4 separate regions of the Sus scrofa genome follow, and all the other regions are linked to region 3. A link is a contact called in public Hi-C and targeted proximity ligation data. All regions are on one chromosome and are shown on one strand. The core of a region is the stretch at or near the end of the contact, and the rest is flanking DNA. Distances in the headings are between cores, read along the strand shown. Region 1 overlaps SPIDR (DNA repair-scaffolding protein). Region 2 overlaps SPIDR (DNA repair-scaffolding protein). Region 3 holds the start of CEBPD (CCAAT/enhancer-binding protein delta). Region 4 overlaps SPIDR (DNA repair-scaffolding protein).

Region 1 (2,978 bases), core at 305-2,804, 150 kb before region 3:
GCATCCAGGTTTGCCACTGTTGTCTCTTTATTCTGCCATACTGGGTAGCCTAAAGATACCTCTCAGATTTTTCTTGTGATGGCACTAACACCATAAGCAGGCTCAGTCTTCCCAATAAGAAGTACTGACTTCCTCAGGAAGATGGGAGTGTGGTGTGTTGACACCATCTATAACCTAGTTTCTTCAGTGTTACAGTTTTAGTCTTGGGTGCTGTTATGACATCTTTGTTTTCCTGCCATTGGATGAAAAGATGGCATCTTGTTCCATCCCCATGAGAAAGCACAGTGAGGGCTGGACCCAGTGTCACCCGGGGTCAGGCACATCTCACTGGTAGCAGTCTGATTCACAATCCTGAATCCCAGCAGTAAAAGTCATTTTAGTGATCATTTTGTTGGAACTGACACCCGAGTAGGGAAACCAAATGCAATAGAGGGCAATCAAGTAAATGTGAATTTCAAGTAAACTACAGGGCATATTCACATTGAAAAATTGTTTATCATTTACCTGAAATTCACATTTAACTGGCCATTCTATACTTTATCTGGTAAATCTGGCAGCTGCTCACTTGAGGCTAAATTATATAAAATATTAAAAATTCGTAGAAAATAATGTCCTTGCGGGGCTGTAGAGCATTCCCCTCCTTCTTATTTATTCCTCACCCAAACCTTGAAGTTAGGGAAGCCTTTACTTCATATTATTCCTTCTACTCTCCCCTCCCATACACCCAGATTAACAGTTTGGAAGGGCATCTGGCCCGTTTTTTCCTCTGCCTGGTCCTTATAGTCGTGTAATTTAGGTAAGGCCCAACCACTGCAGTAGGATGAGGTCCTGACCTCTCCTGACCCCTCCTGGAACAGCCGACTCAGCACTTGGGTTTGTCCCCAGCCAGCCAGAGCCACGGAAGACAGGCACATAAGCCTCCTGGAAGGTTTCAGAGGCGCTTGGGCCAAAGTATGTGGCTATTCTCCTGCCCTCAGGATCTAGGTTCCCCTATCAGGTTACTCAAGTGACCCAGAGAACAAGAGGAGAACTGACATGATGTCAGAAGGGCCTCAGAGCTTGGAAGAAAGGTGGAGGAAATAAGTAATTATTAATATCCTCTAAGACAATGACCATAGTTATCCCAGGGAGGATGAGCAGAGCTCACAGTCCTACGAAGGGTGCTGGCTGTGGGAATTCAGATGCTCTGCATAGCATTTCTAGTATCATTTGTGTAAAATTTAGTCTTTTTTGTGGACCTTTTACGGAAGTAAGCTTTCATTTCCAAAGGCCTTCATTAAAGGTGTAAAGGCCACACTGTGAATTAAGGTGACACACCCTGTTTTGAATTGGATTTCCTGCTAGTTCTGATCGCAGGCATTCTTCCCGGACTAGGGTGAATTCAGTTCCAGTGTTTGCTTGTAAAACTGAATCCAGTCATTGTATTTGCAGTTTGGCTTTCTGCCTGCTATTAAAGTACAGAGCAAACTTCAGCTAGTTACTCCCTATGGTTCTGTGTCCTCCGCAAAGAACAGGGAAAGGAAAGGGGAAAACCCAAAGGGTGACTGAGTTCATTTACATACCGTGCCAGAGGGCAGCTGTGTGCTGCCTAGTTATCACGTGACTCTGTGGAGAATCCTGATATTCCATTTACTGGAACAGGAAGCAGCCTAAAAAAAAAAAAAAAAAAAACCCAGAACACAAAAACCAGTCTCTCTTTTTATGGTTCTAGGGTTAAGGTTAGCAACTGAAATACCCACTCTACTATGTAACAAATATAGGTGAAAAAAGCAAGAAAGATCTTATGTTTTTCCCTCTTTACAAAGTTTTGTGTATAAAGAAAGGCCTTCTATAAGGGAAAGGTCACAAGGCAGGATGGTGGCACTGCTGGCTAGTCCAACCTGATTGTACCCACTGAGCCATCCTAGAGGAAGCTTCTGGTCAGCAGGCTACCATCTGGATGTGTGGGTAAGATCTGCAGGGCTCACCTCCTGGGCCTGGAGTAACAAAAAGGATGATTGGGTGTGATCATTATAACCCCAGGCACCCCATGATGACGCTTGACAAAACTCGGCCGAGTGTATATTAGAAAGGATTGTTTCTTTATTAAATGTGAGGAGTCCAGAATGGTACAGTGGCACCGGCCACCCTGGGTGCCCATAGGAACAGTGTATTTAGAGTCTTTCCCCGGAGTTAAACTCAGAAACTCCTAATTTGGGGAAAGGACAGAAAGAGGGGTGGTCTGTTCAGCTCTATCCCCAGGGTCAGCTCCTTCACCGAGGCAGCACCACGTGGAGCTAAAATAAGGGGTGTGGTGGCACCATCCTTCCCACAAGACATCGCACCCTCCGTATCTCTTGCTGCTCTGGTTTTGTTGTTTAATTCTAGTCTGGCCCATTGGACTCGAGGCAGATTATCTTTTCCTTAGACTTAGTTTTATATAAATAAATTTGAATCTTTAATTGAATAAGTATCATTAAATTTTGACTTTTTTATCAGTGAAGAGCAAAGAGCCCTGAGACTTTGCTGCTCCTTTGCTAGATGCTAAAAGAAAACTCAGAACACCTAAGACACAGATTTTTGTCACAGAGAGCCTCTGGTCCTCTTTTGTATAGAAACCCTAAAACCCAGCAAACTCACCCAGCAGCAGAATGTGATGAACAGCAATAACAAAAAACATTCCTGCTTGTATGTTTTATGGAGATGGACATTAAACTAGACCTGTGGAACAAAGAAATGGTTGAAAGCTTACCAAAGCTACTAGAGAGTGCTGCAGGGATGGTTCATCAAATGCCCAGGAAGGATAACAAGATGAGTTTAAAAGCCCAGAAGCAGAACCAGGAGTTCTGACTTTCTTTTTTTTTTTTTTTTTGTCTTTTTGCCTTTTGGGGGGCTGCTCCTGCAGTATATGGAGGTTCCCAGGCTAGGGGTCTAATCGGAGCTGTAGCGCCGGCCCACGCCAGAGCCACAGCAACTCGGGATCCCAGCCGCATCTGTGA
Region 2 (2,746 bases), core at 32-2,531, 170 kb before region 3:
TACAACACTGCTCTCTGAGATGACACACATGGGGTAAACTAGGTGAAGTCCTAGAGATGAGATGCGCTATGGACTTGTTTCTAAAGGAGTATGTTTTCACCCTTTCAGCGAGGTCAGAGGATACTGCATCTTTACTGTCTAGAGCAAAGTTGCTTTATTTCAGGGAAGCTAGACATCAGTAATTTTGATCCAGCCGCACAGGCAGCTACTTGCAGAAACACAAGCCCGTTTTGATCTCACTTAGAAGCCTTGTTAAGAACATTACAGTTAAAGCAATAAACTTATGGTTAAATATTAAACGTTATTGAATGAATGGAATGTTTCATATCAAATGCAACCTTCCAGTTGGCCCATGCATACTCTTTATCACAAAAGTAAAGAATGGAAAAGCAAACAAAAAAGTTCCACTGTTTAAAAATGTTCTGCTTTCTGGCCCTGGTCTTCTAAGGATAGGTTGTTAGCACAACCCTTGAGTTCCTGGCATAAAGCTCTGGCCTGTGAGCTCCTACACAGAGGAAATGTGGTAGGTGTCAGTTGCCTTGCCCTCTTAGTGCATCTTCCTTTAAGAACACTACATTCAGCACATGAATTATTTCCAATATGCAGTAATCGTACCCATTAAATTAAGTAATACCTGTGAACACAAATGATAGTTCATAATTTAGTATGAATTTATTCTTGCTTAAAAGGTGTTGGAAACAATTATGTTTTCTGTCTTCTGTCTTCAAATCATAGAAGCACAACATTCTATACCCATACATGTCCCAGCTAGAATAAAGAAATTTTTCTAACTTATTTTTTCTTCTATTATTTTTGGCATAATGGTAATCTATGAGATAAAGGCAGATGTCAGAATAAAGGTGGCCTTTGGCTGGTCCTGTTCTCCAGATGATAATGACTGTTGTGGTCACCAAGGGTCCGTACTTTTTCCCCTGTTTAAAGGCACTGTTATTTCTTACTAGAGGGGCTTTTCATACCCCCCTGGTCCACATGACAAAACTTGCACCCCTCCTCCCCCTTCTCTTTGTACGTTCCTTGCCATTTTCTTCCCAGCTCAAGGCATACGTGGTTGCTCTCTCTTGCGTGCTACATTGTGCCTTCCACATGCCTCTGTTAGAACACACTTAAGTCTCTCCTCCTATGCTGTGAGTTTCTTGGGGGCAGGGCTGGTATTGGTGGTAGAAGTGGAAATTGGCTCTTTGAGACAAGTACAACCATATGGTCTCCATGCTTTCTGAGAATATCTTGAAATTAGACAACTAGTTCATTTTTGAGGAAGTGGGAATATGTGTATTTATAGCTATGAAAGCACACAGTTTATAGGTCCTCCTAGCTCAGCTTAGATAAAACCTTACAGGGCAGGTGGTGTTCACTTAACAGTAATGCTCTCCTGCTAACTCAGTGCGAAGCAGTCAGGGACAGTACTTCCATGCAGGCATCATCCCTGGGCCTCCAAGTGTTCTCAAGTGCAACATTCCCTCTCAGCCTGGCATGATGACACTGTGGAGAGTCTCTTTGCCAATCTTTGCTGGCTAAAGAAAAATGACCAGGAGAAAAAAAATCAAACTAGCCTGATTAATGACTGCTCAGTAGAGGTTCTGTTTTCTGTTTGACCCAAATCCTAAGCATATGTATGGAGTAGGGTTTTTTTTTTTTTCTTTTTGTTTTTTGTGGGGGTTTTTGGTAATATAGGACCTCTCTTAATGCTGTTTGGAACATTCATGGATATTTTGAGAAAATTTTAAAGTAATTTTTTGAAAATGAATGTCAATTATTACCTTACTCAAAAATTTTTCTCAGTAAAAATGCCATCCCTGCCTGTTTTAGGAATGTAATCTTGAAAGAATAATCCAAAGAGTAAAATAGTAAAAATACCTAAAGGATTTTTCTAACCCCAATCACGAATCACACTCTTGGTGGTGGTTCTGAACACTGGATCACTTTCTTTTTTTTTTCTTTTCTTTTCTTTTTTTTAAATTTTATTTAAGTATAGTTGATTTACAATATCGTGTTAATTTCTGCTGTGCAGCAAAGTGACTCAGTTATATATACACATATGTTCTTTTTTTTTATTATTTTCCATCATGGTCTATCCTAGGATATTGTATGTAGTTCTCTGTGCTGTACAGTAAGACTTTGTTGTTTATCCATCCTATATATAATATTTTTTTATTACCCGATGAATTTATTACATTTATAGTTGTACAATGATCATCACAATCCAATTTTATAGGATTTCCATCCCACAACCCCAGCGCATCCCCTCACCCCCCAAACTGTCTCCTTTGGAGACCATAAGTTTTTCAAAGTCTGTGAGTCAGTATCTCTTCTGCAAAGAAATTCGTTGTGTCCTTTTTTTCAGATTCCACATGTCAGTGAAAGCATTTGATGTTAGTATCTCATTGTATGGCTGACTTCACTTAGCATGATAATTTCTAGGTCCATCCATGTTGCTAAAAATGTCAGTATTTAGTTCCTTTTTGGATCACTTTTTAATGAGACTAAAGGTCAACTCTTTGCCTTTGAGAGAGCTGTGAACAGGTCAGGTTGCCGTTTTGCATATTCTCTCAGACAAGACAATTCTGTAAAAAGAGAGTTCTGAATTTCTATTCCCTTTACAGAGTTGGCCTCAGACCTCTCCTCTTACAACAGAAAATATAAGTGCTGGTTATATTTTATCTGTCAGCTAGAATTCTAAAAATTTTAGAAATAATTGATTTAGTTTAAGAAGTATGAATCCAGTCCA
Region 3 (2,795 bases), core at 21-2,520:
TCCTCAAATTAACCCGCAAGTCCTCAGGTGTAGTTCGGCCTGTTTGAGAAGCAAAGCCATGGTCTTCCAGGAACCCGGCCCCAGGGCGCAAGCCGGCCAGACGCGCCCTCCCCGGCGGGTCCGAAGGGCCTTGAGCGCAGGAATCAAGGTGGGTCTAACGCATCTTTATTTTTACAAATACTGTAAAAATCAATATAAAAAAGTGAGCATGCTCAGTCTTTTTTTCGTATCTACAGTACAAAGGCTAGTCTCGAAAAGTCTCTTACGAATGTACCTTAGCTGCATCCTAGGGGTAGGATGTAGAGAAGCTGCCGTCATAGTAACTTAGGGTCCACGCGACAGCTGTCCAAGTCCCAGACCGGCCAGGCAGCTCCAGGCACTGCGGCCGCAGTCCGCGCGCCCCCCGCGTCACCGCGCGTCCGCCGCCCCCGCGCCGGGCAGGAAGGGTGCGCCGGGTAGCTGCTTGAAGAATCGCCGCAGGCCGGCTAGGTCCCGTGTGAGCTGCTCCACGCGCTGTTGCAACTTCTCGTTTTCGGCTGAAAGCTCCACCAGCTTCTGCTGCATCTCTTGGTTGCGCCGTTTGGCCTTGTCACGGCTCTTGCGCACCGCGATGTTGTTGCGTTCGCGCCGCTGCCGATACTCTGGGCTGCCGCGGTCCGGGCCCCGCTTGCCCGCTGCTTTGTCGCGTGCGGGCCCTGGCGCTGGGGGCGCGGGGCTGCGGCGCGGCGGCTCGGGCGACGCGGGAGGCGTGGGTTGCGCGGCGGCCGCCAGGCTCACCACCGTCTGTGCGCACGCGGCCACCTGCGCGGGCAGCAGCGAGCCGGGCGCGTCGCCGTCGCCCCAGTCCGGCTCGCGCTTGAGCGGTCGCGGTGCGGGGCCGGGGCCCGCAGGGCGCGCGGGGGCCCCGGGCAGCAGCTCCAGGGCGCCAGCCTTATGGTTGCTGTTGAAGAGGTCAGCGAAGAGCTCGTCGTGACACAGCTCCAGGGTGGGCACGGCGGCCATGGAGTCTATGTAGGCGCTGAAGTCGATGGCGCTCTCGTCGTCGTACATGGCGGGAGCGGCCGGCTCAGTTCCGCGACCAGGCTTCCCTGCGCGGCCAGGCTCGTAGAAGGCGGCGGGCTCCGCAGACCAGGGCGCGCCGCGCGCTGGGCCGTCTAGGCTGAAGAGCGCGGCGCTCATGGCGGCGTCGAGCCGACAGCGAGCGCGGTCCCCTGGCGGTCCGGGCGCAGCCTTTTCTAGCCCGGCTGACGCGCACGCTCCGCCCCGGCCGCGGACCGCGGGACCCCCGCCCGAGCGCCTCCCCCGCGCTTCCTGCCCGCCGGCCCGGCCCGCGCGGCGCTGCCGGGAACGACCCTCCCTCGGCCGCGCCTCCTTCCTGCTGGTGGGTCGGGGCCTCTGCTCCCGCGGCACCGGGGCGGAACCAGAGCGGAGGGCGGCGGGGACTCTGCACGGGGGCGCTGCCTCGCAGCTTCAGGGAATTTGGGTCTTGGTGCTTCCCGATCAAGGAGATGGGGAATGGGGGAGGATCGCGACGCTGCCCCGCGGCGTTCCGCTGGCTCCTGGGTGGTGGGTGGGGTCGCTCTCAAACCCCGCGGGCCTGGGGCCAGGGGAAGCTATTTTGAACCCTGCACCCCGCAAGCCCCACGAGCTCGGAGCTTCTAGATAACTCAGTGCCCCGGGCGAACCCCACCAACTCCCTGCCCCACGAGCCCGGCACCCCTGGCGCTGCTTCCTGGTCCACTAGAGCAGTGCCATCTTGCGGTGGTTTCTTACTTCAGTTTTTTAGGCCGGATTCTTTCTATTCAATATTCCAAAAAAGAAGTGCCTTTGGATCCAGAGCAGTGGGGTGGGTCCCTTTCAGGAGAAAGAAAACGTTGGTAAGGTATTAACATGTTCGCTTTCCGGGTTGTAAAATGCAGGAAAAAGACACTGAACTGGTTTTGTTGCGTTTCCTACAATTTGGACAGGCATTTCAGGTCAATTCCATTTTTTGCACCACAGACCCTGTTCAGACCTGGCCTTCATCCACAACCTTTCTCGTTTCCTCTTGTCCCAACACTCAACGTTCCACAAGCTCTACAGCGCTCCATGAACTATCGCTGGAGTGTCTGCAGTCAATTCCAGTGGTGACTTCTGAAAACACACCATAGGGTACTGAGTAGGCTTTCTAGAGGGACATACATAATGCGCTAGAATTACTCCAGGGACATGATATAGATCTCACACTTATAATTACCTATTAAGGGTAAAACCTAGGAACACATAGAGTGTGGTTCATGCACATCCCCCCAAAAAAACATGTATTTCAGAAGCCATAAAAACGTTACCAAAGACTTCTCCAGGGAGGGAATGCACAAAGAACCATATTCTCATAAAAAAAAAAATTCAGCGAGATGATTGGTACATCCAGATGTCAGATTGGGATTGAGCTTGGAAGATGCTATCCTCATATTTTTTAAATGTATTAACCAGTAATTAATGATAATTTTTATTTTTAAAACCTTTTTTTAGGTCTGCACCTGTGGCATATGGAAGTTCCCAGGCTAGGGGTTCAATCTGAACTACAGCTGCTGGCCTGCGCCACAGCCACATGGGCTCCAAGCCACATCTGCGACCTACAGCACAGCCCACCCCAACGCCAGATCCCAGACCCACTGAGTGAGGCCAAGGATAGAACCTCATCCTCATGGATACTAGTTGGATTCATTTCCATGGTGCCAGAGTGGGAAATCCCAATGATAACTTCTAGATTTAAGAATTTTCTTCCCTCTTTCAGAAATAGAGAAAGGAGAGGT
Region 4 (2,729 bases), core at 133-2,632, 200 kb before region 3:
AGTCTTGCTGATTTCTACTTTGCAATTCTGTGTTGCACTTTTACCTGGCCCTGTCCATTGTTCCCGTGTAAAGTCATTCATTCTCAGTGCTTCCCCTCAGGGCCACTGGGTATTGCACTTATGATTGCTCTCTCTGGTCTCTCCCTGTACGCCCTTCAAGAGATGATGTCTTTTATACTGTCACACTCAGTGTTCTTGGAAGGAAATAGCACCTAAAACCAGAATATCTGCTTTTCTTTAGTAGTTGTGAATTCATTGTACTCCTACTGGGACATGCACTGCCCCAGCTGATTGTAGATTTTGCCTATTTTAACCCAATTTAAAGTGATTTAACTGATGATTTAGAAGTTGTTTGTTAGGCGTTCCCGTCGTGGCGCAGTGGTTAACAAATCCAACTAGGAACCATGAGGTTGTGGGTTCGATCCTTGGCCTCGCTCAGTGGGTTAAGGATCTGGCATTGCCGTGAGCTGTAGTGTAGGTCACAGATGCAGCTCGGATCCCACATTGCTGCAGCTCTGGCATAGGCTGGTGGCTACAGCTCCGATTAGACCCCTAGCCTGGGAACCTCCATATGCCATGGGAGCAGCCCTAGAAAAGGCAAAAAAAAAAAAAAAAAAAAAAAAAAAAGAAGTTGTTTGTTAGCATATCCCTTATTAATAGTTCCTTGAAAGTGGGAAGGTGTTGAGGGTTGGTGTTGGAGTAAGTATCAGAATAGCATGGTAGTAGGGATACCCTGGATTCTAGCAGCGCATCAGCAAGTTGTTTTTGCCTCAAGGTTTACAGTGTGTTGGCCTTGCAGTGGGTATGCTGTTCTGTACAGATGCACACGCAATTTTAGCTTCCTTTAGGATTACTTAGAGGAGAGTGGGTATAAGCTTTAAACACTAGAGGACTCTAGTAACCATCCACAGTAAGTAATTCGCTATTTTGTAATTGTGCTGAAATTTTTGTCAGTGCATTTATTTGTTTTTTCAATTGATGTTAAATTTATAAAAACAGTTAATTTAACAACCATATGACTTTTTAAAAGTTATTTTCAGTATTTCAATCCTATTTTCTGAGCCAAGAATATTACCTACAATGCTATGAAAGATTTTTAAATAAGGAGGTCTTTCAAAGAAAGTCCCTGCTTTGTGTGGGGGAAAGGGGTCAATATGCACACTAGATGGTCTCATGTACCACATTTGGGAAATTTAACCTGTAATAGCCCCTGTCTCAGCTTGGGCAGCCATAACAAATTACCACAGAACGGGCCGTTTAATGCTCACAGTTCTGGAGACTGGAATTCTGAGATTGGGGTGCCAGCATGATCTAATTCTGGCAAGGGCTGTCTTCATGGCATACAGGCAGCTGCCATCTGGCTGTGCGCTCATGAAGAGAGAGAGAGAGAGAGAAATTCAGCTCTCTGGATCTCTCCTTATCAGTACCCTAATCCTATCAGATCAGTGCCTCCATCCTCATGACCTCAATCTAACCTTAGTTCTTTTCCTCAGAGGCCACATCACCAACTATAGCTACACCGGTGAGTAGGCGGCTGGGGGCTGGGAGGGGGATGGTAGGGATTCAGCATGTGAATTTGAAGAGACAAAAACATTCAGTCTATGATGTTCTGCTCCTGGCCTTCCATAATTTATGTGCTTCTCACATTCAGAATACATTCATTCTGTCGCAACAGCCCCCAAACTCTTAACTCAATCCAGCATCAACTCCACAGTACAAAGTTTCATCTAGATAGCATCTAAATCAGATATGGATGAGACTCAGGTCCAGTTCATCCTGAGGCAAAATTCCTCAACAACTGGGCGCCGTGAAACCAGATGAGTTGTGTGCTTCCACACATAATGCTCGGTCAGGCACAGGAAAGACATATGTCCTAGGCAAGTCCAAAATCCAGGAAGGGAAATTGTATTAGATTTTAAGGCTCAGGGAAAATCCCCTTTTTTTCAGTCCTCTGCCCTCCAGCTCCACTGGAGAAAAGTCACCCCCACAACTTTGTCGGGCTTCTCACCCAAGGCTCTCTGCAGAGGTTCTACCCCTGGGCTGGGAGGGGCATCTTGGCCCACCTAAACCCGAAAGATAGCTGTACCTTTTGAAACCCGGGGGAAAAAAATCAGCCCTGGCCTTGGGCCTGTGGTGAGAGTAGCAGCCCTGATGATCTCTAAACCACCTTCAGGGTTACCCTTCTCTTTTTTGAAGGGTGATGTACATTCACAGGTAGTTCTTTGCCCTGTAAGAAGTCCAGCAGCCTTCCCTCATCTCCTCTGCTCTCTTCCCTTCAGTTCTCACTAGCAATGTTTCTGTTCCTATAGTCAAAAAATCAAGTGATAGTCTAGTCATACCCTTGGTATCCTATTCCCAGCATGCTCTCTCGCTCTCTTTCTTCCTTCCTTCCTCCCTGCTTCCCTCCCTCCCTCCTCCCTCTTCCTTCCTTCCTTGCTTTCTTCCTTGCTTGCTTGCTTTCCGTTCTTTTGAACAGGCTGAGAATTTTCTAGATTTTGAAGTTCTGCTGCTTTTTTTGCTTAACAGTTCCTTCTTCAATTCATGTCTTTCCTCTTGTGTTTTATTGTTAAGAGTCAAGAGGTAAAAAAAAAAATTTTTTTTTTAATGAAAAAAATAAAAGAGTCAAGAGGACCCAAGCTGTACCTTAAATATTTGCTTAGAAATCTCTTCTGCTAAATGTCTGAACTCATGGCTCTCAAGTTTCACCTTCTGCACAACACTAAAAAAAT

What was found. Hi-C and Micro-C count contacts between places; a contact is called where the count stands out from the background.
Region 1: a targeted proximity ligation map of alveolar macrophages shows a contact between it and region 3. A contact is called at or near these places in 3 of 5 promoter capture datasets (fetal liver and liver), 18 of 47 Hi-C or Micro-C datasets (adipocytes, alveolar macrophages, embryonic fibroblasts and 9 more) and 2 of 2 datasets of targeted methods (alveolar macrophages and skeletal muscle).
Region 2: a Hi-C map of liver shows a contact between it and region 3, with 5 times the contacts expected there. A contact is called at or near these places in 2 of 5 promoter capture datasets (fetal liver and liver), 4 of 47 Hi-C or Micro-C datasets (epiblast stem cells and liver) and 2 of 2 datasets of targeted methods (alveolar macrophages and skeletal muscle).
Region 4: a contact with region 3 is called in a targeted proximity ligation map of skeletal muscle. A contact is called at or near these places in 4 of 5 promoter capture datasets (fetal liver, liver and skeletal muscle), 8 of 47 Hi-C or Micro-C datasets (adipocytes, embryonic fibroblasts, fibroblasts and 3 more) and 2 of 2 datasets of targeted methods (alveolar macrophages and skeletal muscle).

What each region holds. Positions count from the first base shown.
Region 1 is chr4:80,016,752-80,019,729 of Sscrofa11.1, reverse strand. All of the region lies in intron 8 of SPIDR (DNA repair-scaffolding protein), which reads left to right. Among named protein-coding and RNA genes, the nearest start is that of CEBPD, 150 kb to the right of the region's middle.
Region 2 is chr4:80,041,791-80,044,536 of Sscrofa11.1, reverse strand. The region is part of intron 8 of SPIDR (DNA repair-scaffolding protein); the gene reads left to right. Among named protein-coding and RNA genes, the nearest start is that of SPIDR, 150 kb to the left of the region's middle.
Region 3 is chr4:79,871,338-79,874,132 of Sscrofa11.1, reverse strand. It overlaps CEBPD (CCAAT/enhancer-binding protein delta), which reads right to left and starts at 1,270. Exons shown (of 1, transcript XM_005663091.2): 1 at 1-1,270. The coding sequence starts at 1,179. The coding sequence ends at 409.
Region 4 is chr4:80,069,389-80,072,117 of Sscrofa11.1, reverse strand. The region is part of intron 7 of SPIDR (DNA repair-scaffolding protein); the gene reads left to right. Among named protein-coding and RNA genes, the nearest start is that of SPIDR, 120 kb to the left of the region's middle.